Regions from separate parts of the Mus musculus genome. Here regions 1 and 2 are each linked to region 3. Evidence: chromatin contacts called from public Hi-C data. All regions are on one chromosome and are shown on one strand. Each heading gives the region's core, a stretch centred on a gene start, on an enhancer-like site or on the middle of the called end of the contact. The rest is flanking DNA. Distances are from core to core; before and after follow the strand shown. Region 1 overlaps Nrxn3 (neurexin III). Region 2 overlaps Nrxn3 (neurexin III). Region 3 overlaps Nrxn3 (neurexin III).

Region 1 (3,855 bases), core at 1,089-3,588, 590 kb before region 3:
GTAGAGACTAAGCCCTAGCTAGTCACAGCATTTTCAGCTTGAACCTGAGAATAAACATGCATAGAGAATATCTAAACCTAATCCTAGCCTGGAGACGATCCCAGTTGCAGCCCAAAGCAGAACCACCATGTGGAACCCAGTGGAGATAAGCCAAACTTTAGTCAGCCTACAGGCATGTGACTGTGAGGATAAGGATTTTCTATGGTAAGTCCCTCAATTCAGGCTAGTTTGTTATCTAGCTTTATCAGACAATGATTGACTCATATGATCATTTTTTTAGTAAACAAATCTCCAAAACGAATTCTGTTAGATACTCAAATTCTAAAGTCAGGACCTGAATGCCAGGGCTTGGTCACACACCTTTTGTCTCTGTATGGAGCAAAGAATAAAGTATTAAGTTACTTCTCGTCTTTGTCTCTTAATCCTTTGAACTTGGGAAGTTCAGGAAAAATAGTTCCTTGTAAACCGACATTCGTGACACAGAAAGAGTCTTGTCTGTTCGCTAAGCTTTTATTAGCCACCAACCAAACTGCCTTGCTTACACTAAAGTCAACAGTGTCTTCTAGAAATTGCCTGACCTTAGAAGTGTTCTTTTCACTAGAGGCCATTTGCCCCCTTGCTTCCAGTAAATTAGTGACTAGATTTATACCTGTTTTCTCTGTAGCAAAGTGATGTAGCTTGAACTTAGCCTACCTAAGAATGAATGGGCTATACAAAGTAGAATCAAAACTTTAAAAAGCTTCTTTGTGTTGGAAATGAACCCTAGATGCAGTTTTTGAAAAGTCTATATTTCACAGTATAAATATGTACATGTATATTTTCCAACAAGGCAAAAATCATTTCATAACAAAAATATGTTAAGTACTTTAGGTACTCCTTTCAAGACCTTACGAAATCTCTACAAGTGAATGGTATAAAAAAGGAAAAAAAAATCCAAATTGTGTGATCTTTTCAAAGGGAGCAGTTGCACAGAGGTGATGAGACCCACGGGGCTCCCACTTTGCCAGATTAAGAAACATTCTTGCTGGGTAGAGGTGAAATTAGTATGGACATTGGGAATGGCAAGAGTGCTCATTTCTCGTTTAGAAAAGCCTTCACTCTTAATTTATGCATGATATACATGTGCTTCTTTGCAAGAATCCAAAAGAAGAAAATGAATTCAGATATCATCAAACTGCCAAAAATAACTAAAGAGGAACAATATTTCCCATGCAATGCCACAAAGCACTGTGTTCCTACCAAGTCACAGACTGCTCCTCTGACATCATTAAGAGCAAAGCCCCCTGCCCTCTGAGGGAAAATATTGGTATGCATTTAAAAGTCTAAAAAAAGCACAATAAGCTACTTCATTTTAAACTTACTGGTGCATGTAAATTTCCCCCTTTATTAGATTAAACCATTGTTCTTTGCTCTCTTCTTATTTCTACTTCCTATACCACTAACAATTTACTGATGAATAAGCTCAGCAATATTTCTGTATGACAGATGAGCTTCTCTGACTGGCTGATTACTGCACAGACGGAAACCATTCCTAGGGAAGTCTTAGAAGTACCTCATTCATTCGAATTTCCTTAGGGCATGGGGTAGGATTTATTATCTGAAATGGAAGCCAAAAGGCAACAGGCCTCTATTCAAGGTCATACTGAAAGCAACAGCGTCTGATTCCTTGTCTGCAAATGTGCTTTCCTTAGCCACCCGTAAAATATATTCATGACCTCAGCTACTTCAAGTTATCCCAACTCTTCTGCAGAAAGCCACTTTCAATTTGATGCAAGTGGTTAGCCGTGCATTTGTTTTCTGTAGCAAAAATCAGTTCGTACGCTAGTAAGACTGATATTCCTATGTGTTCTTTGTCTGTGTATCTCCCCTTCATCGTTTCATTGAATTGATCATAATAGTCTTAAGGACAGTTTTGAAAAAAATTAGTCATGATACATATTTTCAAAAATCCCCAAAATAAACTCATGTTGGTATTTAATCACAATAGTAATTATTATTTCAGTTTTAAAAAGTCATTCCCTACTCCTGCCAATTTCACTAAAATTGGTGTTTATACAAGATCTGTAAATAAGTCAAATGCCTGTCTTCTACTGTTGTGCCTTTAGGAGCGTGTGCATATTCTGAGTGTGGGTAAAGCCGTTGTGGGCGAAGGTAGCACCTATGTAGGAGTAATCATATATGAGGCAAACCTGTGACACAGAGCCATATTACAGGGAGATGAGAGAAAGGCCACAGAAGGGTGAACTACCCACCTTGCCTGCTCTTCCCTTGGCAGTGCAGATCTAGCCACATAACTCTGTATTGATGTATAAGCAGAGAGCTTTCACAGTTCTTCCTTGAGATCATTCTGACAGCTCACCAGCTGTTTCCATGCTATTTTTTGCCATCGTGCCATGGCTAAGCCACAGTGTCTTCTCTGTTACTCTGCCAACAGCATTACTGCCTGCTGTTCTGTGCTCAGAGTCCGTTTTCCCAGTGAATCTCTACCATCTTGTCCCTTTCTCACTCCCCTGGCAGAGGAGTGAATTTCAGTCATGGACAGATAGTCCCTGGGGGAAACCTAGATGAAGGTGGTATGGAATGGCTACATAAAAACACACAGGTATATGCACAGATATGCTTATGTAGCAACAACCATGAATGGAAGCATACAGCCACTGATGTATTAACCAAAACCTTATCTTCATGCAATACTTTCTGACACTTGAAGCAACTGTCATAAGGCAGGAAGAACACAAATATTAGGAGTTAAATTCTAATTTTGATTTTCTGTTCTATATTTTTCTAGCTGGATAGTTCACTGTCAGTTTCCTCATTTTACAAATAAAAACTGTTTGTATAGGTAGTTTGCTGTGGGTTTTTTGTTTGTTTATTTATTTATTTATTTATTTATCTTTAACCAATGAATTCAAGAAACCAAAATGAAACCACAAAATGCCTAGGAAGAGAACCTGAACTCGAATCTTAAGTTCATGAACTTAAATTCTTCCTCATCTTAAAGACTGTCATCAAGGTAAGTGTGAGGTTTGCTTTACAAAGGGACTCAACAAGCATGACCATCTGGTTTCTAGACATTGTTAGAAGACTCTGACCAGAGAAAGGGAGGGTAGGCTAAGTATCAGGTCAGAAATATATTGTCTCCCGGAGATTCCACTTAACACAGAGTGAGGAACTATATAACCAGTAGAGAGGCATACCTTTGTAGAAACCAGAAGTAGATTTTCTGTACCTGGTCAGTTTTTTCAATACTAAGAGAAAATTAACTTTTGTTTCTGAAGCCAAAGAGTCCAAATAGGACAGGAACGATTGGCACACATTAGTCTTCTTTCATCTCTTTCCTGCCATTGTTGTTGAGTTTATAAATAACTGCCTTTGTTTGGCAGTTATTGGGAACCACCACTTTAACTGCAGGTGTCCTCATGAATGTATTGCTACGCTGCTCCTCCATCGCCACCAGCACTGTAAAACTGTTTAGACTACCACATTTATCACTTTCTGCCTCATGACTGTGGATACAGGGTGATAAACCACTTCAGTTTCCTGTTGCCATGATGAGTCTGCCATGATGGACTGTCCTCTCAAACTGAGTCAAAACCAACTCTTCTTCTCTGAAAAGAGAAAGCACTAAGCCTAAAAGAAGGTGTGTCTTTACAATATGGTGTGCCTTCTATAACTAAGTATGTACAAGACACACAAATACAAGTCAAAGGTAACGATAGTAACATCATCCCTTCCTTGTTCTCGTGTCCGCCATACTCCCTGGATCTTATACTCTTCTACATCATATTCCACATAGCTCCCTGATTTCTGAAGCAAGGGATCCAATAAAGGCATCCCTTCCAGGAATAAGCACTC
Region 2 (3,370 bases), core at 23-2,522, 780 kb before region 3:
CACACTTTGGGTTGATGGACAGGGACAGTATTTGTTAAGTGAAACCAATAGCTCCGATAACACCAGCCCCAAACCCATCTGTTACAGGTTTGAATGGCAAATATTGGAATTAGATCTGGGGACCTGCTTTTCAAACGGCTTGTCATCCCACATGGGTTCACCAAAGCATTAGGAAACTAACAATTGGTTCTAGAGACACCACAACCTGCTACATGGAGTGAATGCCATGGTAGATTTTGAGTTCATATGGCAAGAGTCTCATACTTTTTTTCTGAGTATATTTTTTTCCTTTTCTTCTTATGTGCAGTCTTTGTCAAAAAAATAAATGAAAACCCAAAAGCTATTTTCCCCTCAGATCTTGGAAAGTTACACACACACTGGTCAGAACCAGATAAGGGTATTTCTGGGTTTCTTGTTTTGTTTTGTTTGTGTTTTTTTTTTTTAAGCGTTTTTCTTTTCTTATTTTTTTGTTTTTGTTTTTTTTTACATAATTAAACAAACAAACAAACAAAAAATAACCCAACATTGTTACAGTCAAGATTCACAAACATTATTACAGACTCACTTGGAGCTATGGAACAAGTAAGCCATATGGTCTTCTACCCCTTTCCAAATGTTCTGGAGAGAAGAAAGCTTCCAAGGTCATGTGGAGTCATGGACTTGCTCCAGGGCACTAAGTGTGTGCTTTATGATACAGCAGGGCAGAGAGAATTTTCTGTCTTCGGGCCAAGGCTACAACCTTGCAGCATGGCTCACCATTACACAGAGAGATACACCATCGTATGTGTCCTTTAAAAAATGGTTTTTCCCACCATAGTCGTGGTACACCCCATCTCACAGAACACATTCAACAAGTTAAATCTCATTGTCAAAGTATTCAGGTGTGTGTATAGAAATAATTCTGTTTTAAGTTCGCATACGACTGGTGGTGTTATGTTTACACATAATACTCCTTGTCCTTGTTTTTCTGTTTCTTATGGCCGCTCTTGGAGCTGGCTTGCTTCTCCTTCATGAGCGTGCCGTTGCTCTGGGCCGAGTTGCTGATGTAGTTCCTCGTCTCGTCCACTTGATAGGACCCCTCGTCCCTGTTCCTGTACTTGTACATGGCGTACAGGAGGATCAAGATGCAGAGGGCGGCAGCAGCCACAATGCCGACGACCATCCCTGTTGTACTGCTGGACTCCCGGATCACCTCTGAGGCCCCCGGAACCCGTCTGATTCCTGGCTCCGTGGGGTTTGCTGTGGGCACATTACGGAACATGGGGGAAGTAATTAGTGGGCTCTTCAGTTTGGTGCTGTCTAGCTCATAGGCAGTGGGCAACGGAAGCAAGACTATATCAGGCTGGGGTTTGAGATCACGGTTATTCATTTTGCCAGCTGGCAATTTGGGCACCATCCCAGACGAGGAGGACGCTGTGAAGCGGATCAGCTCAGGGGACAAAGAGGTGGTTGTAGTTCTACTAGTTTCCGAGACTTTGTTAGGTCTAAAGTCCTTGGATTCCCACTTGGGCGCATGTGCTTTGTAGCCACCTTCGAAGATTGAAGTGGAAAGACTCTTATCTGTTACCAAGGAGAAGGTGGTGTAAAAATCTTCATCATCAGTAGGGGGCAGGTTAGAGTCAAAGGTTTCCCCTGAGCCATACCCAGATATCACCAAGCCATCATCATCACAACCATCGCTGCCTTGGTCCGACAAGCAAGGTAACCCCGCCTCAGAGGTCATGGACAGGGAATCTTTGGTGGTCTCAATAATGGTGAGGAGGGGGCGGAAGGTAGGGGGGAGTGTAATGGAGGGTACACGAGTAGCAATAGGAGGGGTAGCTAAAGGGTCTTCTACCAGAAGAGGAATAACTAATTCACCTCCTGGGATTGAAAAGAAAAAAAGACATAATTAGTACAGGCGTAAACACAGTTCATCCTTACTCTAATGAATGCAGGGCAGAGGTTATGCTTCTGAAATTGCTATAAAATGAGCTGCATCTGCATATGGGTAATTTCTGGCTATTGACTTATTATTCTGGACTGAGACAGAGCTCATTATATGCATCTACCTACCCAAAATTTGGAACCTTGAAATTAAAGCCTTAGATTTTAAAGATACTCTCAAGTGATTTTGAGTGGCAGAATCCAAACAGGCTGGTTTCAGGATCTTCTGGCAAGATGATGACTTTCAGTCAATAATGTTCTTGGAAATACTATGAAGACTTCATGTGTGTGTTACATACACAGTGATCTTTCTTTATGGCTTTATCAACATGAATATAACATTTCTTTATTGCTTTCTTGGATCCTATCTACTGGCTCTCAGGAGCATGACGATGATCTATTTTCCATTTTACTGAGACCAAGATCAAGACCAAAGAACTCTAAAAGTTTCCTGTACTACCTTGGGGCTATCCTAATTTCCCATTAGCTAAGAGACAGGGACAAACAACAGGTTTAAATGTTCATCTTGATGCATTTTGATTATGTATCTCTTGAAACTCCCTTGACTCTTAAAATTACAACCTGCCTTGCATTAGCATAAGATGTGTCTTGTGCATTCAAGGCTTTTATGTTATATGAAATATATGCTGAGCTAGAAGCTCCATTTAAAAAAATGCCCAGCCTAGGTTTCCATGACTGGCTGGAAACTCACGTTTTGGTTGAGAAAAGTTGATTTAGCAAAATCAATTTTGAAATCAGTGACTCTTTACTAGAGTGGCAAAATATGTATATGTATATATATATATATATATATATATATATATATATATATATATACATATATATATATACACACTAGTGTTCCCAGAAAGCTTCACCATTATATGATTACTAAACACGTGGACAGCAGGGAAAAAGCAATTTAAGAATACTTCATAAAAACACTGTGTCTTGCACATCACAGATGCAAGAAATACTCTGCCAGGGAAGTTGCTCATTTAACTGTAAGGCTGACATTTTCCTCCCATGTCAGAAAGACAAAGTCTCTTTGGCATCTCTTTTCGATTGAAGTGGTGTGATTTCAAGAAGTCACCACTTTGTGTCCTGTCATTGCATTTATTCTAGAAAGACATAGTCTAGTCAAAACCTAAAATTGTTTGAAATCATAGATTCTTTTCAAATTCTGTAGAGCAATGTGCTGAGACAGTTTTCAGGTACAATAACTTTTAGTAACTCTGGCTTCCTGCAGTGGGGAAGCTGAGACAGGATATGCAATAGCAAGCAACCCATCAAACAAAGGAGATGGTTTACTGTCACTGACTTTAGAGAACAGTCTCTGAGATGAGGAGGAGTCCCTAGGCTTATGGTGGGGGAGGATCTCTAGATTTAGAAGATTAGGGAAGGTACTAGTAGGTTATATGGTGTGGCCATTTTCCTCTACAGG
Region 3 (3,503 bases), core at 336-2,835:
TCTACATAAATAGAGATGTGTGGGTTGGGCACCATCTGTCTATACTCCTGTTTGCCAAGTATCCTCTTATAGCACTAGGCATTTAGGTGACCAGTGTCTGGCCATCTAGACTATGGCTGGATTCTATTGCATTCCTCTGTGGGAATGTGGTTGTAATCCTACCTTGTATCTTTGCATACAACAAGGTGATATCATAGAGAAAGGAACTCATTTCTCATAGGTAAAGCTGGATTGCCACCTCCGTTCCCTGTCTCCTAGCTCTGTAACTTTTGAGACGGCTATCCCAAAGATTACATCTCAGTTCTCTCTGTTGAGGTAATGGTAATCAAATGAAAGACTATAAACAGAATCAAGAGGAAATAGATTAGTCTGCCGTGGTCTGAAGTCTTAGAAAAGTTTCCCAAAGTGTTTCTTATAAGTTTTATTTCATTTCTTAGCTAGTACATTCTAATTTCTATCTGATTATATTCATATGGTAGAACAGGAATCATAAAAATAGATTTCCACTAAGGGAAAAGTGGCTTCCCTGTCTGGACTCCGTAAGTCTTTAGTCATTTGGCAAACTTCAACAAATAACCGGAAGAACATTATCAGTCTAGGGATGAGTTCCCCTCCAATTGGCACTGGATAATCTCCTCTAGGGATAACATGTGTGAAGTGCAGATATGACCAAAATGGTGATGAATAGGTGGGTGAATAGTTTGTTAGTTTTACAGTTGTCTTTTAAAACAAACAAACAAACAAACAAACAATCAAAATCCTTTCCCTCTGAACTAACACAGAAAGAGAAGTGAACATTACATTCAAATCATTTTTTTCCAAAATCTATAGCTGAGGTACTTCGTAGATTTCATTTTCCTAATCAAATTTAGAGGCTATGTTGAACAATAAAGCAATCTATTATGACATAGACATCCCCCCCCCAATGAATCATTTGAATGGATCAAAATAAATGAAATACTCAAAGAAAATGACACTACAAATTCTGAAACATTAGTAGTTTTTCTAGACTTCCTAATACTGAGAATGGTTGGGTTATTTTAATGATATGTATCTACCTGAATCTTTAAGAAATACTTACATTTCAATCATAGGAAGAAAATATTTGTGTTCATATTCCTAAAAAGAAATCATGAATGTCCTAAAATCGCATTACATTTGCTGGCCTATATTATTCTCTTGTCAAAGAAACCTTCATTTAACTCCAGGGCAGAGGAGACGGGACCCACCACAGGCTTGTGTAATAAAGAGACAGATGGCCTCACTGGTCACCTGTCAGCAGAAATTATTCACAGAGGAGAAAATGAGCAACAGAGACTGAATAATTCTTGTGTGTTTTGATTTCATAATCTCAAGCCATCCTATCTGTTTATAAGGTGAATTTTAATCAGAGCAGGAAACAAAGTTGGGGAGAGGATAGAATATTTATTGCAGCCCTCACCAGAGGTGGACGGCATGAAATATTCTTCTTTGATCATGATGGATGGACCCTTCTTCTATAAACTGGAAAATGAATATCCTCTCCATCCCAGCCCTTCTCTACAGACTTCCTGGGGAAGAGGAGGGGATCTCTCCTGTCCAAACCTGACAACTGAATTTAATCATGCGTGTAAGTAGCAAGTCCCCATGATAAGCATCCCACTCACCCTGAACCACCAGCACCAATGGAAAGACTTTAACTTACAATGTGGATTTCATTAAAGAAAACAAAAATGGGGAGGGGCTGGAGATGGAAGCTGGTTCTCAAATATTCATTTGTTTATAGTTGCATATAATTTCCATGTTATAAATTGCAAAATTGATTAAATAAAACAAAACATTTACACTTACTACCATGGCAAAGACGATTTTCTTTAATTTCTGTATACTTGAACTTCCTCATTATCTTAAAATTAAGTCATGATTTTTAAAAAAAAATAGTATGGCTATTTTAATTTGGGTGACAGAGTATAATAGATTAATTCATAGGAATATTTTTTAATTTCTTAAAGAGAAATAGTTTTTTTCTTGAGACCCCAAAATATTGAAACATACTTCCTTATGCAGATATCTAAAAGTGGTAGGGTTTATTTTCTGAACTTCTAAACAAACTCATCGAATCTATGTAACCTTGGGTTGTCCTTCTTTAGCCACTTGACAAATCCTCAACTTTCTAAGCCATGGGACCAGAAAATCATAGGATTAACACAGAAGCAAATCATACTTTACCTTATGCCTACCTTCTCGGGGGGTGAGGGGGTAGATGACCACAATTTATAAGTTCATCCCCCTTAATCCAATCATCAAACACTTTATCTTGCCTTCTGTTGTTCTTTAACAAAGGGGAATGCCAAGGCTGCCTGATGGGACATAATCCCCTGGATGGAACAGAACTGACCTGTATTAGCATCATTCCACCTGAAAGCTTAAGCCCAATACAAGCAACTGACAGCAAAGATGACCCAGGTCAACTGTGAGCAAAAGGTATAGTAAGGAACCGGAGCTTTGCGTTTCAGTGTGCACAAGCTCTCACAAAATTATGAGAATACGGTGCAAGAAAATGTAGTACTGATGTCTTGAGAATTCTTACAGCCAACTGGAAATTGCAGTTAAAGGGAAGAAGGAGTAGAAAGCGAGAAACCTAAAATGAGAGTACACATCCCTCAAGCCTTTGCTACATAAAATTTGGGGGTCCAGAATTCTATAATATTTGCTTAAGGTCAAAATTTTCTTATACTGCAGGGGAGATTATCTATACACTCCAAGGGTCAAAACTGTGTTCCCATAAAGATGAAATAATGTACATATTTCAAAGGGATGCAGGAACTAATAGTATTGAATGCCTCAAGCACTCTAGGTGAACAGGTATTTGAAGGAAAGGTCCTCTGGGCTCCCTGGAATTTCTTCATGATAATTGCCTAGAGCCGGGCAACAGTAGCAGAACTTAGTTCACATCAGGGAGAAAAAAATGAACTTGGAATGAACTTTTCTCAGCCATACACAGTAAAGGATATTAAAATTATATTTCAATCAGAGAATTCACAATTCATTTTACTAGAAATCATACAGCAAACATTATCTGATACCTCTAAGTCCAACACGTAGCTGGAATTTATGAGCTGTCCGAGTAACACAAAAAGGTGTTTAGTGCCTATATGTAGATTTCTTTAACGTATAAGATCTATTAATTATAAATCCAAGCATATATAAAATAAAAAAGGAACAATAATCAGATCTTCAAGTTTATAAATGGAATATATTTATTACATTTTAGCCATCCTACCAATCCTTTGATTATTAGACTTTACTATCAGCCTTTGGGTGGCTTGATATTTTTTTTAACTTGAGACTAGACCTAAAGCTTACAGTGTCAAAATCCTAGTGTCAAAATGCCCTTTAGCCTGTAGGCTCCTCCTATTGCTTTTCCTGGCTTCACTCAATGTTCTTTGAAACTTTCATTCAATCCACTCTTTCACAAACTGAGCCAGGCTTTGGCTCTTTGCCCTGAGCAGATGAGTGATGTT

Evidence for each region. Hi-C and Micro-C count contacts between places; a contact is called where the count stands out from the background.
Region 1: a contact with region 3 is called in a Hi-C map of cerebellum, with 1.9 times the contacts expected there. The contact joins two enhancer-like sites. A contact is called at or near these places in 5 of 484 Hi-C or Micro-C datasets (cerebellar granule neurons, cerebellum and cerebral cortex) and 1 of 9 other capture datasets (embryonic tail).
Region 2: a contact with region 3 is called in a Hi-C map of cerebellar granule neurons, with 2.1 times the contacts expected there. The contact joins two enhancer-like sites. A contact is called at or near these places in 3 of 484 Hi-C or Micro-C datasets (cerebellar granule neurons and cerebellum) and 1 of 9 other capture datasets (embryonic stem cells).

What each region holds. Positions count from the first base shown.
Region 1 is chr12:90,140,709-90,144,563 of GRCm38.p6, reverse strand. The region is part of intron 15 of Nrxn3 (neurexin III); the gene reads right to left. Among named protein-coding and RNA genes, the nearest start is that of Gm40538, 270 kb to the left of the region's middle. Within about 2 kb of position 2,338, at least 27 of the 459 cell types and tissues checked have an H3K27ac peak or open chromatin away from gene starts, as enhancers often do. A contact at or near this core is called in cerebellar granule neurons and cerebellum, where this site is marked.
Region 2 is chr12:90,329,978-90,333,347 of GRCm38.p6, reverse strand. Nrxn3 (neurexin III) reads right to left here. Exons shown (of 20, transcript NM_001198587.3): 20 at 1-1,560. The coding sequence ends at 938. Among named protein-coding and RNA genes, the nearest start is that of Gm40538, 77 kb to the left of the region's middle. Within about 2 kb of position 1,272, at least 4 of the 459 cell types and tissues checked have an H3K27ac peak or open chromatin away from gene starts, as enhancers often do. A contact at or near this core is called in cerebellar granule neurons, where this site is marked.
Region 3 is chr12:89,551,488-89,554,990 of GRCm38.p6, reverse strand. The region is part of intron 14 of Nrxn3 (neurexin III); the gene reads right to left. Among named protein-coding and RNA genes, the nearest start is that of Gm40537, 580 kb to the right of the region's middle. Within about 2 kb of position 1,585, at least 4 of the 459 cell types and tissues checked have an H3K27ac peak or open chromatin away from gene starts, as enhancers often do. A contact at or near this core is called in cerebellar granule neurons and cerebellum, where this site is marked.